Regions from separate parts of the Mus musculus genome. Here region 1 is linked to region 2. Evidence: chromatin contacts called from public HiChIP or PLAC-seq data. All regions are on one chromosome and are shown on one strand. Each heading gives the region's core, a stretch centred on a gene start, on an enhancer-like site or on the middle of the called end of the contact. The rest is flanking DNA. Distances are from core to core; before and after follow the strand shown.

Region 1 (3,300 bases), core at 649-3,148, 190 kb before region 2:
GGGGGGACCCTCTGGAAAGTGAAGGATAAGTGACGAGCGGAGACGGGATGGCGAACAGACACAAACACACGAGAGGTGAATGTTAGGACTGTTGCAAGTTTACTCAAAAAATCAGCACTCTTTTATATCATGGTTTACATAAGCATTTACATAAGACTTGGATAAGTTCCAAAAGAACATAGGAGAATAGAACACTCAGAGCTTAGATCAAAACATTTGATACCAAACCAAGTCAGGAAACCACTTGTCTCACATCCTTGTTTTAAGAACAGTTTGTGACCAAGAACTTATTTGAACCCTGGGAACCGCAAGGTTGGGCTCATAAAGGTTATCCATTATACCTCATGCCAAAGGTATCCGCAGAAATGTGTTCTAATTGTCTAGCCACTGCCCCCTCCTTGGTATAATGAAAAATCTTTCCCCAAACGTTCATTCCTGTTCCTAGATAAATATAATCATGTACCTGTTGTTTCATGTCGTCTTTTTCTTCCTGAGTTAACACACACCAAGGAGGTCTAGCTCTGGCGAGCCTTTCACGAAAGGGGAGGGATCTGTATAACACTTTATAGCCATTGACTGTGACCCACCTATCAAAATTTAAATCATATCTTCCTGTATATGGTAGCGGGGCATCTGTTGGTCTGTAGATGTAAGGTCCCCTATAAGTCCCTGGTTGCCACCATCTGTCTCCTATTTTGACAAGTGCACTCCTCTTTCCCCTTTTTACTTCTAGGCCTGAGGCCCTTAGTCCTTGCACCTGTTCTTCAACTGAGGTTGAGCGTCTCTTTCTATTTTCTATTCCCATTTCTAACCTTTGAATTTGAGTAAAAATAGTACTAAAAGGTAACGATTCATTTCTTAACATAGTGATTAATAATCGACCTATTGGGTTGGTCTTATTGGTAAAAATATAATTTTTAGCAAGCATTCTTATTTCTATTTCTGAAGGACAAAGTCGGTGTGGCTTGTAAGAGGAAGTTGGCTGTGGTCCTTGCCCCAGGAGGAAGGTCGAGTTCTCCGAATCGTTTAGATTGTAATCTTGCACAGAAGAGTTATTAAAAGAATCAAGGGTGAGAGCCCTGCGAGCACGAACCGCAACTTCCCCCAATAGCCCCAGGCAAAGCAGAGCTATGCCAAGTTTGCAGCAGAGAATGAGTATGTCTTTGTCTGATGGGCTCATCCGCGTGCACGCAGACGGGTCGTCCTTGGTGGGAAACAACCCCTTGGCTGCTTCTCTCCTAAGTGTAGGACACTCTCGGGAGTTCAACCATTTCTGCTGCAGGCGCGGCAGGGAGCCGCCTGTCCCAGCCCCCAGCTCTTCAGAGCCCATCAAGAACTGTCCCAGGAGGCCCAGGAAAAGCTGGAGGTTGGGAGCTTCTGGGGGGAAGTGACTGGAAAGGCTGACGCTGTCCACTGCACCAAGGAAGACCGGGTGTGACGCAGCTCTGCCCTCCTAGGATGGTGGTGAAGGAAGAGAAAGATGGATGGCGACCTGGAGGGAACTCTCAGATCCTAAGCAGGACACAAAGCAGCAGTTCTTCAAATATAGTCCCCAGACCAGCTGCTTCATGGCTGCTGGACCGTACAAATGCGGGTTCCCAGACCCGGAGTCAGAAACTGTAAGGTGGGCTGCCCATATGGCTAGAGTCAGCTCTCCAGGGGTTTCAAATTTCAGACCCCAGAAAACACATGGGAACCAGGTTCTGTCACCCCCACACTTAACCCACTATCCCGGAGCAGAAGCACCTCCTCCTGGGGACATGGGTATCTTTTTCCTGAACTCTTCACCCCCAGCTCCTAGCTGATAACAGTTACAATCTGGCAGGAGATGCCGTTTGGCCTCTGTCCTCCAAGCCTGCAGGCCCAGCCTGCTCAGAGGATCTGGGTGGAGCTTGGGAGGCCGAAGCAGAAGGTGCTGTCAGCTGTTGTAGGCCTACTGGGGGAATTAAGTCTGACCAGCAGCATTTATCACCATGGTGACAAGCAGGTGAGAGAGAAGCAGGGAAGAACTTCCCATCACCCTCCTTGTGGGGGCTGAGAGTTGAGGTGTTAGGATCTGGGGTCTCTAGTCACAGGTCTGAACATAACCAAGGATGCCCTCAGACATCTATGCTCTGCAGCAGCTGCAACAACCGGTCTGCGTGCAGCAAAACCTGCTGGTTTCCTCCAGACCAGCCTGGCTTGAGGAAAGAAAATCCCCTCTCAGCCCTCTGAAGGCAAGCTGAACATCTGCAGCTCTGGCCTCATGACGTCTCCACGTACAAACTTTGATGACCCCCTTCCTCCACACGCCAAGCCCCAGGCTGACCTTCAGCACCCTGGCCAGCTGCAGCACTCCCTACCCTAGCCTCTAGGTACAGGCCGGGACCCTCTTGCTTCTCTGCTCACCTACACACCATGAACTGGGCACACATCTCACATGCCATTCTGGGCCAGGCGGCATAAGCCCTACCTCTCACCTGGAATCCTTCCCTTTCTGCAGGGGCTTGCTTCTGCCTTGAAGCATCCTCCCAGTGCTTCTTTCTCCTAGGTTCTCAGGTCTCACTGTCTGCTGCTTCAGATTACAGCTTGGAGACTGGGGTTGTAAGTCAGTGGTAAGGCATTTGGCTAGCATGCTTGAAGCCCAGGGTTGAGCCCCAGGGCAAAAATAGACAGAACTCAGCTCAGGCTGTTCAGCCTTGTTCACCAAGAATGTACATGATGGTTTCCGATGTCTCCCACACCCCAGTCAACAACTGGATACCCACCAGTTCGGTCACTTCCACTAGTCCACTAGTGGGACCCCAGGATTAGAGGGCAGTGGCCACCTCTGCAGGACTGGTTGTGGACCACTGATCCCTGCAACAGGCAATGATGTCTGACTTATGGCTCAATCTCCATCGTGGAGCTCAAGCTACAGGTCCCCAGCCGTTCTCTGTGCCCTGCAGAACCCTGAGCAAACATTTTCCCTGTGTAGACCTGTGGCCTCCTCTGCCCAAAGGTAGATCTGGGGGATATGTGAATCTAAGACAAGATACAGAAGGTGGGGCCTGCAGGTCTGGGCCTCTGGGAGACATCTAGAAAGCTTCTTGGTGGCTGGAAAGTCCCAGATAAAGAACTTTAGGGCCAATAAACTTGTGTGGAGTTTGTCTTGGAGCCTCGTTGGAGTCATAAACAGGAAAAGGTTCTGTTCTGGCTTTCTAGGAGGTTGAGGCAGCAAGGGGCCAGCTCTCCATGGACTGGGATAGTTGATGGACAGTGCACTGTGCTCACGGGCTTTGGGAGCATCTGGCTGTGTCACATGAAGGCTCCAGACTCTGC
Region 2 (3,165 bases), core at 322-2,821:
CTGGGATTATAACATGAGCCATCAGGCCCAGCTTTTAAATGTGTGTGTAGGTGCCTGTGGAGGTCAGAAGAGGCATCAGATCCCCTGGAAGTGGAGTTACCATAAGTTGCGAGCTACTACGTGGGTACTGAGAATCAAACCTGAATCCTCTGGAAACTTGGCTGGTGCTTTGAACTGCTGAGCCATCGCTCCAGCTCCTTTTGCTCCGCTATTTTTAATGACAGATTCCTAGGTCTAGTATCTCCAAGTCTACTTGGTTTTGAGTCTCAGTGGTTGGCAGAGTTGGGAATTAGACGCAGTGAGTGGCAGATCTTGATGGAGGGCAAGCCCCTTTCACTTTTGACTGTCTTATTAACAGCGCCGACTAGTGGCAACTGCAGCTTAGCCCATTTTTACAGCGTGTACGTGTTGCCCAAAGGCACACAAACTTGTTTCTCCAGCTAGACAACAACTCTATCTTCTACAAGAAAAAGGGGGGTAAAAAACTTTTGGAAATTTCATGGACAAAACTGACAGAGGGCACAGTATCAGTTTTAACTTAAGAATTCACAACTTTCTCTCAAAAACCTGTCTCCTAATACTGATTATTTCCTACTAGGGACTTGTTTAGTCAGTGACAACAAACACTTGGAAACAGCTTTTCACGGTTAAGCCTTTAATCCGTGGATTCGCATTTTTTAATATTTTATATTACAGGTAATGTCAGGTGGATTCCCCCCTCTCTTCGAAACCAACAAGATTTTGAAATCCCCAAACATAATCATGTATGCAAAGAGTTTGGGTTAAAGAATCTTTTTTTGGGGGGGAGGGGCGGTTAAAGAATCTTACAAGTGGCTAAAGAGCAGGCAATTGGAGCAGGGAGAGAAAATACGGTTTTTGCTGGCTCTTCATCCTTATTTCGGTTCCAGTGGTTTGGAGCACAAACGTTCTCACTTAATAACTTCTAGCCTAGCTTGCTTGTAACACCTACCATTCTTGATTTTCTTGCCCTTTTCCGACAAATAGTTATTACTTAAAAAGTGGAGGGGAGTGATAAATATAACACGTATGCCCACGTCCAAGGGAAATTTTAAACATTTAACGTCCAGCTCTTGGGCCGCTAGTTGGCTCAGCGAGTAAAGGAACCGGCTAACACGACCTGACTTTGATCCTGGGAGCTACGCGGCCATGAGGAGTATCGGCTCCGGCATTTTGTCATTTGACTTTGACATGCTCCCGCGCACACAATAAATGGAAAAAAAAAAGTCCCAAACTCCAGTTCTTTTGCTATGTGATCATAGATGGACATTCACATCCTTTCCCTTTAAACTCAAGGTTATTTTTGGTCACCGAGGCCGCTTATAATTCAAGGGTATCTTTGCGTGTACATCTTTATCCACATGTCCCACCTTCGGAGGGTATGGTGCAGGCTGTCGCGAGGCCGCCATCGCCGCGTGGTGGGTGAATGATGGGCCTCACGGCGTCCGGGAACCCACCCTCCACGCGGCAGCTCGGCCGCCATTGAGCGCGTTCTCCAAGACCCGGCACCTAGCGACAACTGCGCAGGCGCCAAAGCCTAACGCGCGGAAGCGGAAATCAGCGTTGGGCGCGCGGACGACTCAGCGGCCTGTAACCATGCGCGGCTTGGAGAAGCAGGGCTCGTGTGCTACGGCGGCCCCATGTGGGTGCGTTCAGCCGGCCCTGGAGGCAGGTAACGTTATGGAAAAAGGTGGCGCCGCACCCTAAGCTAGGCGGCCCGCTTCCCTGGCCAGAAGAACGCGAGCCACCTGACGTACATTCTTGTCCTTGCCGCCAAAGTAAGGGTCACGTGTCTCGACGACCACGTGACATGCTAAGGCTAACGGGAGTGACGTATTAGGATCTTGGTACACGGGGTGTGGTCTGGGCTTAGTTTCAGTACAGTAGCTGCGTCGGCCACGTGTGTAGTGTGGTCTTTTTCCGTAGGGGGTTACAGGAAGGTGGGATGTGTGTGACTGATGCCCTCATTTGGTCCAAGTTTCTTCGCCTTTAATCTTTTCCCACCAGTACATGGATGAGGATTTAAAAACAAAACCCCCAAACAAACAAAAACTATACAGTAGTAATTGTAAATATTCTTGGAGAAAACGTCAAAGTTGTCAGAAGCGCACACAATATAGATGGAGAGAGAAAGGCAGTTTATATAGATAATTTACAGGGTGGTGTCAGCTTTTATAGAATTCAAAATGTATTGTTTAGGCTCGAAAGTACATATGATAAGATCTCTTTCTGAAAGGAAGTAAACGATGATAAAGATCAGATTGCAGCTCCTGGAAGCAGTCGACAGAGATGCAAGAAGTGGCACTGAGGTCTTTGGAGTGGCTGGCAGGTGTATTATGCTTTAACTTACATACATACTATATGTGTATGTATGTATATATATATATATATATATATATATATATATATATATATATATATTCTTTTCCCCCCTCTGTATAAGAGTATTTTTGTCTCCACACTCCTACCCTGGAGACAGGATTTTTCTGTGAAGCCCCGGCTGGCCTGTGCTCACTCTGTAGACCAGGCTGTCCTCTTGTTGGTTTAGAGCTTTGAGGTAATGAATTAGAACCTCTAAGAATCTCCACTTTGTGCTGCCCTCTTCTTGTGGCAGGAAGGGTTCTGGGTATACCTGAGCTACACCTAAAGACTTTAAAAAAAAAAAAATTGTGTGTTCGTAGCTCTGGCTTACCTCCAACTCAGGGATCTGCCTGCCTCTGTCTCCCAAGGATTTAAAATAGGTCTAATACATCACAACAGTAAAAAGAGTTTGTATAAGCAAAAAGCAAGGAAACATATTGTGAGAGTTAGTGCTAGATCTTACTGGTTGTGCTAATAAGATATAATAGGATAGATAGGTTTGATGCAAATTAAATAAAATGGAGATCTGGAGTGTCCCTATAAAGAACATAAAAAGAAATAATTATAAATTATAGTTTATACTGCATAATATACAATCAACACATGTATTAATATAATTTATGAATTTTTATGACTATAAGTAAAAATTGAGGTGGGTATGCTGGTGCACAGTTGTGATCCCAGCAGTTAGGGGATGGGGCTAATGCTGGAGGTGTATACGTTTGAGGCTGGCATGAGTTACATAGCAGGACTTTATTTAAACATGATTTTAATAGTTGTGTTGTA

The links. HiChIP or PLAC-seq counts read pairs in DNA pulled down with a chosen protein or histone mark.
Region 1: a contact with region 2 is called in an H3K4me3 HiChIP or PLAC-seq map of bone marrow-derived macrophages, with 2.2 times the contacts expected there. The contact joins the enhancer-like site here to the promoter of Trmo in region 2. A contact is called at or near these places in 1 of 484 Hi-C or Micro-C datasets (regulatory T cells), 3 of 115 datasets of contacts at active chromatin or transcription factors (bone marrow-derived macrophages, embryonic stem cells and pancreatic cancer cells) and 3 of 9 other capture datasets (adipose tissue, liver and pancreatic islet).

The regions. Positions count from the first base shown.
Region 1 is chr4:46,573,134-46,576,433 of GRCm38.p6, reverse strand. The region is part of intron 1 of Coro2a (coronin, actin binding protein 2A); the gene reads left to right. Among named protein-coding and RNA genes, the nearest start is that of Coro2a, 27 kb to the left of the region's middle. Within about 2 kb of position 1,898, at least 67 of the 459 cell types and tissues checked have an H3K27ac peak or open chromatin away from gene starts, as enhancers often do. A contact at or near this core is called in adipose tissue and bone marrow-derived macrophages, where this site is marked.
Region 2 is chr4:46,387,843-46,391,007 of GRCm38.p6, reverse strand. Trmo (tRNA methyltransferase O) reads left to right here and starts at 1,571. Exons shown (of 5, transcript NM_001347095.1): 1 at 1,571-1,690. The coding sequence starts at 1,615.